Linked DNA regions of Bombyx mori: region 2 is linked to region 1. The links are chromatin contacts, called in public Hi-C maps. All regions are on one chromosome and are shown on one strand. The core of a region is the stretch at or near the end of the contact, and the rest is flanking DNA. Distances in the headings are between cores, read along the strand shown. Region 1 overlaps LOC119629108 (a long non-coding RNA gene). Region 2 overlaps LOC101744766 (zinc transporter ZIP11).

What was found. A called contact is a pair of places that touch in the nucleus more often than the background predicts.
Region 2: a Hi-C map of posterior silk gland shows a contact between it and region 1, with 2.5 times the contacts expected there. The contact joins two enhancer-like sites. A contact is called at or near these places in 3 of 7 Hi-C or Micro-C datasets (posterior silk gland, an unstated tissue and whole pupa).

What each region holds. Positions count from the first base shown.
Region 1 is chr11:11,258,403-11,261,460 of ASM3026992v2, forward strand. The region is part of intron 2 of LOC119629108 (a long non-coding RNA gene); the gene reads right to left. Among protein-coding and RNA genes, the nearest start is that of bantam, 5.1 kb to the left of the region's middle. Within about 2 kb of position 1,654, at least 6 of the 8 cell types and tissues checked have open chromatin away from gene starts, as enhancers often do.
Region 2 is chr11:11,385,128-11,388,185 of ASM3026992v2, forward strand. The region is part of intron 4 of LOC101744766 (zinc transporter ZIP11); the gene reads right to left. Among protein-coding and RNA genes, the nearest start is that of LOC101744766, 26 kb to the right of the region's middle. Within about 2 kb of position 1,449, at least 6 of the 8 cell types and tissues checked have open chromatin away from gene starts, as enhancers often do.

The DNA.
Region 1 (3,058 bases), core at 404-2,903:
AAGGCAGATGAGGCGCGGGTGCGGGATGAGACACGCGCTGCGGGAACAGAGAGCGGAGGCGTGCGGTGTCGCAAATAGGCCGTGACGCGGGCGGGCGCTGCACTTTCGCGCGGTCATGTGCCCGGCGCCGCGGCCAGACGCTCGTAATCGTTCCTCTATTTAAAAACGTGGTCGCCGACTGTGGGTGGGGAATGTGTCGTGACAACACACAGACGACAACGACCGCGCGCAGCGGAAGCGACACACTTCCAGCCCGGAAACGTGCGCCTGTGCCTTAAGGGACCGCCGCCGCTCGCTATTTTTAAACGAACCAGGACGCATGTTACCGTTCGTGGGGGAGCGTGACGTCATCAACTTATTTCCGAACGTACATTACGAACGATGATAATCGGGAAACGGACGTATCTTGTGCGAGATCTGTTCGGAAAGTGAAGGGGGGACCGTAGTTAAGTCGCGGTCCGTTCCAGAGAAGCACACCTCGCTTATTAACGAATTAGTCGGTGAAGAAAGGGCAAGGGCCCACCGGAGATAGGGTCAATAAATGCGCGCCTTCGTAACTCGTAATTAATAACGAAGCCGCGATAAAATCTTCAGAGCAATTACCGAAATACAGCAGGTGCGCACGCAGCTCGAACCTTCTGAAACTAATTACACCTTGTGTATTCAATTATTACTTGCGCGCCTTAATAAATATTCAACTCGTTCTGGCAAAACACATATTTGGGTCGTCTTTATTCAAACATCATAATAGCACAATTTGAAGACGTTGCCCGCTAATTTGAAACACTAAAAATGATTTTACATTCGATGATCCCAAACTAGGATTTTCTAGTAGGTAGGTATGTTTTTTCTTGACTTATCAATTTCAAAATTTCAAGTATCGAAAAATAATCGATATTTTTTCAGAACAAACTAATATTTATGTTCTTTCCCACTGTACATTATTTCAAATAATTAATCTATGATTTATTGAAATGAATGTCTTGTTGATTGTTATTTTTATTTAGTTATGCTAAAAGATTGAGATAGATTAGTCTAATCTTTAAAGTATACATCCAATTTTTAGAGGGCCAATATTCTCTTCCGCACTGTTGCATCGATATTTTTATTGAAAATATCAAAATCGATATTAGCGAAATATATCAACACTTTTTGGAACTTCTGACATCCCAAACCGGTATGGTTCCCGGAAACACGTAAGGGACGCGAAAACAAACACTCCGACATCGAGTACCAAATAAGTATCATAAGCGAATATATTGTCTTATTGTACCCACAGTATTCCGACAGTATACAGACTCCGATCGGCAATCGGAATCGGGTCCTGGGCTAAGAACGTCACCAACAACTGAACCAACAAGGCGTCCTTAATCGTTAATCGTATGCCTTTACACCGGGAAGTGTCGCGAATGGCGACGGTTTAATATGTGTCGCGTATGGTCCGGAGCGGCGACGACAAGACTTGTTCAGAGCTAATAGCCCCTACGTGCGTTAAGCGGCGCGTCTCGCATTTTAATAAACCCTAATTAAGTCGAACGATTTACATTTTTAAACTGTTTATCACGACCGCGCATTCGATGTAAATATGACATGTTTCGGTGATGTCGAATGTGCGCTCGGTCGTGGTCGGCGTTGCAGTCCGGTGCAATGCGCTACGAGCCCGCTACGGCACCGCTACGAAATCGAGATCATTAAAACACACACACACGGACACGCAGACGCACACGTACAAACGCGCAGATTAAATCTCAACTTCATTAAAATACTTTCGATGAGAATTCCGTTACCCGCCCGCCCCGCTCTGTTCTTCCGCTATACGCATCGAATCGCTTGTCGACTTCAGAATCGAGAGAACCCGACGCGAAACGTTGCGCAACAATAAAGCAACAGACGCAGAACACAAACATTAATAAACGAGACGTTTGCAATATTATCTTTATCCATAAAGAAAAATGTGCACAAACATAATACTTTCACAACACATGCATAATATGTTGCAGACATTTCACATTCTCGACGATATTGCGTATGAATTTTATTTACACAAAATACGAATGCCGGCGATCAAATAACCGGACTCGGTGTCGTTTGTAAGAATTTACATTGAGCATGCTCTTTATTTTGTTACAATTAGTGCAAGTTTCGTAATTTTTAGAGACGAAGAATGCATTATGTTAGTAAAAGTTCGATCGTAAAATTTCACCTGACGCTAGTGAGTGATTCAACCGATCTTGAATTTCTTTAAAGGCAAGCAGTAATGTTGTCCCATTTTCTAACTTAAACCCACTAATAATAGGATAGGTCTTTAATTGTGATTTCAAGATTTTGAATAGACGTATGCATGAGCTAAAATAAATGCAGGCATGCGTTCTGTGATAAGGGCCAAAAGGTAACAGATAAAGGTGCTGTGTGTTAGTGGTGCGGGCGAGGACGCGCAGGGTGCCCTGTATGCTTAGTGCGAGTTTTTTAACGTTCTCGATAGCGTAAAAGTTAACTCAAATTTGTATGGAGTTGGAACGTTTACCAACGTTTGGGCTAGGGGCGTTGTTCTAACTGCATATGCCTGCAGATTTGAGTTAACTTTTACGCTATCGAGAACGTTAAAAACCTCGCACTAAGCACACTGTTCGCAGACGCGGCGCGGTGCGGCGGCGGTGGCGCCGAGCCGCGACATGTATTATTCAAGCGAGCGAGGCCGCGACCCGCACCGCCCCCCAAATTCTGTTAGCGCCGCGTCTCGCACATTTGTGTCTAATTACCAGCCATCGTGACCGACTTACCGCCACTATTGTTTTCATTATCTGTACAAACTTACTCTTGTATTGTTCGATTTTAAAGATAAACTGCATCGTATATATAGTATAGGCGTTTCCGAATTTTTACATTGTCTACGAGCGATCAGATATGCGTGATTCGAAAAAAGCGAAACGAAAATGAAGTAGGCCGATTAAATGTTTGCTGTCATTCGAAATATGACGTGTTTGAGTGCTTACAGAGTGATGAGAGCGATTAGTGCGACGTGTCCCAGTTGCGAGAGTGCAGGGAGGCGGCGACGGAC
Region 2 (3,058 bases), core at 199-2,698, 130 kb after region 1:
ATGTTCGTCGGAGAGACGGTCGCGAAAGTGGCCGGCAACTTTCTCGGCTCGACGATGGGGGCACAAGAGGCAGCCACGCGGGGCCCTGCCGGCGGCCCATTGACGACACCGTGACCCACATACCGCAAGCAGCGCCATTCATGCCGCAGCCTCGCACTGCGCTGCGGCACTCACGCACAGGACTCGAATTTCGTATTAGCAGTCGTTAGTACCGTAACACCGGAATTTCCATCGACCACTTGCACAACCTCGACTCGGCCGTTGACGCAATCGGACCCATACTCTGTAGGCCGAGGCCGCTCAGCCATCTCTACACTTGTTCAATTAGATCCTTGTCGCACTTACATGCGCAATCGACCGCCTCGGTAAATATTTAAGGATGAAACGCGTAATAGTAATAAGAAAAAAATCCATAAGTTTCCTGTTCGTCATTAAAAACGAGCATTATCTGATGATGATTGCGCATCGAGCTAGGAGTGAAATGCATTGAGGCTTTTTTCAAATGGTATCAAAGTCACGTTAAATATAAATTCAGTATTATGGAAAAACAGAATTATTAAAATGCATCTAATGTGCATTTATATAGCAAACTATTTTTGTACATAATAAGAATATTTTTTGTTCTGCACAGAATAGAGATTGCATTACCTATGCAATTGTTGCAATTTTAAAAGAAATCTGTCTTTTAATATCTTAATAAACAGTGAAGGAATCCATATCATACAAATGTTCAGCGTAACATTTTATCGAACAATAGATTTAGTTTAAACAAGAAGCTAGTGTACTATTTTTAGATATAATTGAAAGTCTATTGTTAAAAGATTGCTTACCGTTTCATTATTCTTTGGTTTGGAAATGGTTTCGCTTCATGATTGTATGAGAATACCATTGAATTTCTGAGGCTCCCTATGGCGTGAATCTCAAACATCTCATTACATTAAGAAAGCGATAAAAACTCAAAATAATTCCAATGTTGTACCAAGGTTGTAATACATTACATGTAAAATGACTTGTTCTTATACCTCCGAGTGCTATTACAAAAAAATACAGGCCAGACATTCGTAGTGACTATAGCGTAACTTACATGCGCAAGTATGTTTGTGTATGTATGTGCGTTTATTCACACATAGGTACATTTAGAATTTTAGTTAAAAAATTAATAAAACGCTACAGATAATCGAAACGTGTCTTCTATTTACAAATTGATTGATTATTAAAATCGTTGGCTCGGAATACCGTTTTTCGCGCGTTTGGCACAAAACAAGTCCCTCTGGTTACCGCATTTACGGGTATACCAAATAGCTAACGGTCCCTCTTTGCCTACATTTGTATGTGCGGTGGTAGATGAATTGGCAATACGAGGTGGTTGCGCTTGGTAACGCAGTTGGAGACGGGAGGGGGGAGTGTGGCTGGCCGGTGGGGGACAGGGGCACCGGCTGCCAGACAGCGGGGCTCCGCTTGGGAGGCTACAGCAGCCTCTTGCATCGTATATTGCCCGCCGTCGCGACAGCTTACGCGAAGGCTGCTCCACTTTGATTAAAATTGCATATTAAGCAACGTTTACACGACAATTATTGGGAAAGACGTGCTAAACAGCTAAAGGAAACTCTCAACAATATTACTGAAGTGAATTGATTGATTTCAATTTCGTATACATAACGACATTAATTTATACTTTTCTACAATGCTTGCGTTTTAATTACAAACGATTACAGACTGTTGATTTCTCTGGGAATGACAGAAACATAGGCTACCAATTAATTAGAATATTGTACATGATTAATTATCTAGTCTATTCGACGGTGTTATTGAAGACGGTCTAAAAAAGATAGTGTTACGAATTTCACTTCATTCAATATTATCACTAGTAATCCTTAAGTTTCTAGTCTAGCTATCGATTCCCATTACCGATTCATAACGCTGTGAGTCAAATAAAATTTCATGTTGCCCCGATATCATTTTTTTATTGCCTTTGTAGGCAGACGAGCATACGGCCCACCTGGTGGTAAGTGGTCACCGTCGCTCATGGACGTCAGCAATGCCAGGGGCAGAGCCAAGCCGCTGCCTACCATTAAACAGACGGAACATTATCAACAGACGGGATAAGGACAAGAAGAGAAAAAAATATTTTAATATACTTTATGTGTGCAGGTTTGTGTGGCATGACGTGCTGATACGTATTTTCTTTTTAGCTCGCTTCAGTTAAACGGTTACAGTTGTTCATAGACTCGTCGCAATAAGGGTATCCGCACACCTCGAGGCACTGGGACGAGGTTTCGGTTGCTGCAATGATATATCGTTAATCCTATCTTGCTATATTGCTATATTGCTAACTCTATCTTGGCGTAAAGCGTAATCACTTGATTTAGACATATGCGTCCTAATCACGATGCGAAGTAGTGGTGTAGCGATCACGTAAAACGGTTATCAGTTACGTTGTTTCGTTAATTAGTCAATAATATATTCGGTAATTAAAATACATTCGAATGAAATCATTAAATAGCTAGACTATCGAAATTTGTCACTTGTTTTGTGTTGAACGAGTTTACACATTCGCGATTTGGTTTTTTGTTTTTTTTTTTTCCTGTACGATTAATGCATAATTGTGCATTCACAGGGGATTAGTTCTGTAGAATTACTAATGAAAGACGACTTGTATAATATTTTGACAGCAGAATGATGCACTCAACAAAACGGTAACACGTATGCCCTGAGCAACTTTATCTATATAATATATAAAAATGAATTGCTGTTCGTTAGTCTCGCTAAAACTCGAGAACGGCTGGACCGATTTGGCTAATTTTGGTCTTGAATTATTTGTGGAAGTCCAGAGAAGGTTTAAAACGTAGATAAATGAATGAAAGTGCTCGGAGTTGAATAAAATTAACAATTTTGTTTTTCCTTTGATGTGTCCCCCGTCGGACGGATTCCTTTCGTTTGTTTTAAGTTTATTTTATACAAAAGTTTAGGTCTCTTATTTATCAATTGAGGCACTACGAAGTCTGCCGGGTCAGCTAGTTATTAAATAAAACCGTTATATTCGATATTGTGAGTCGGT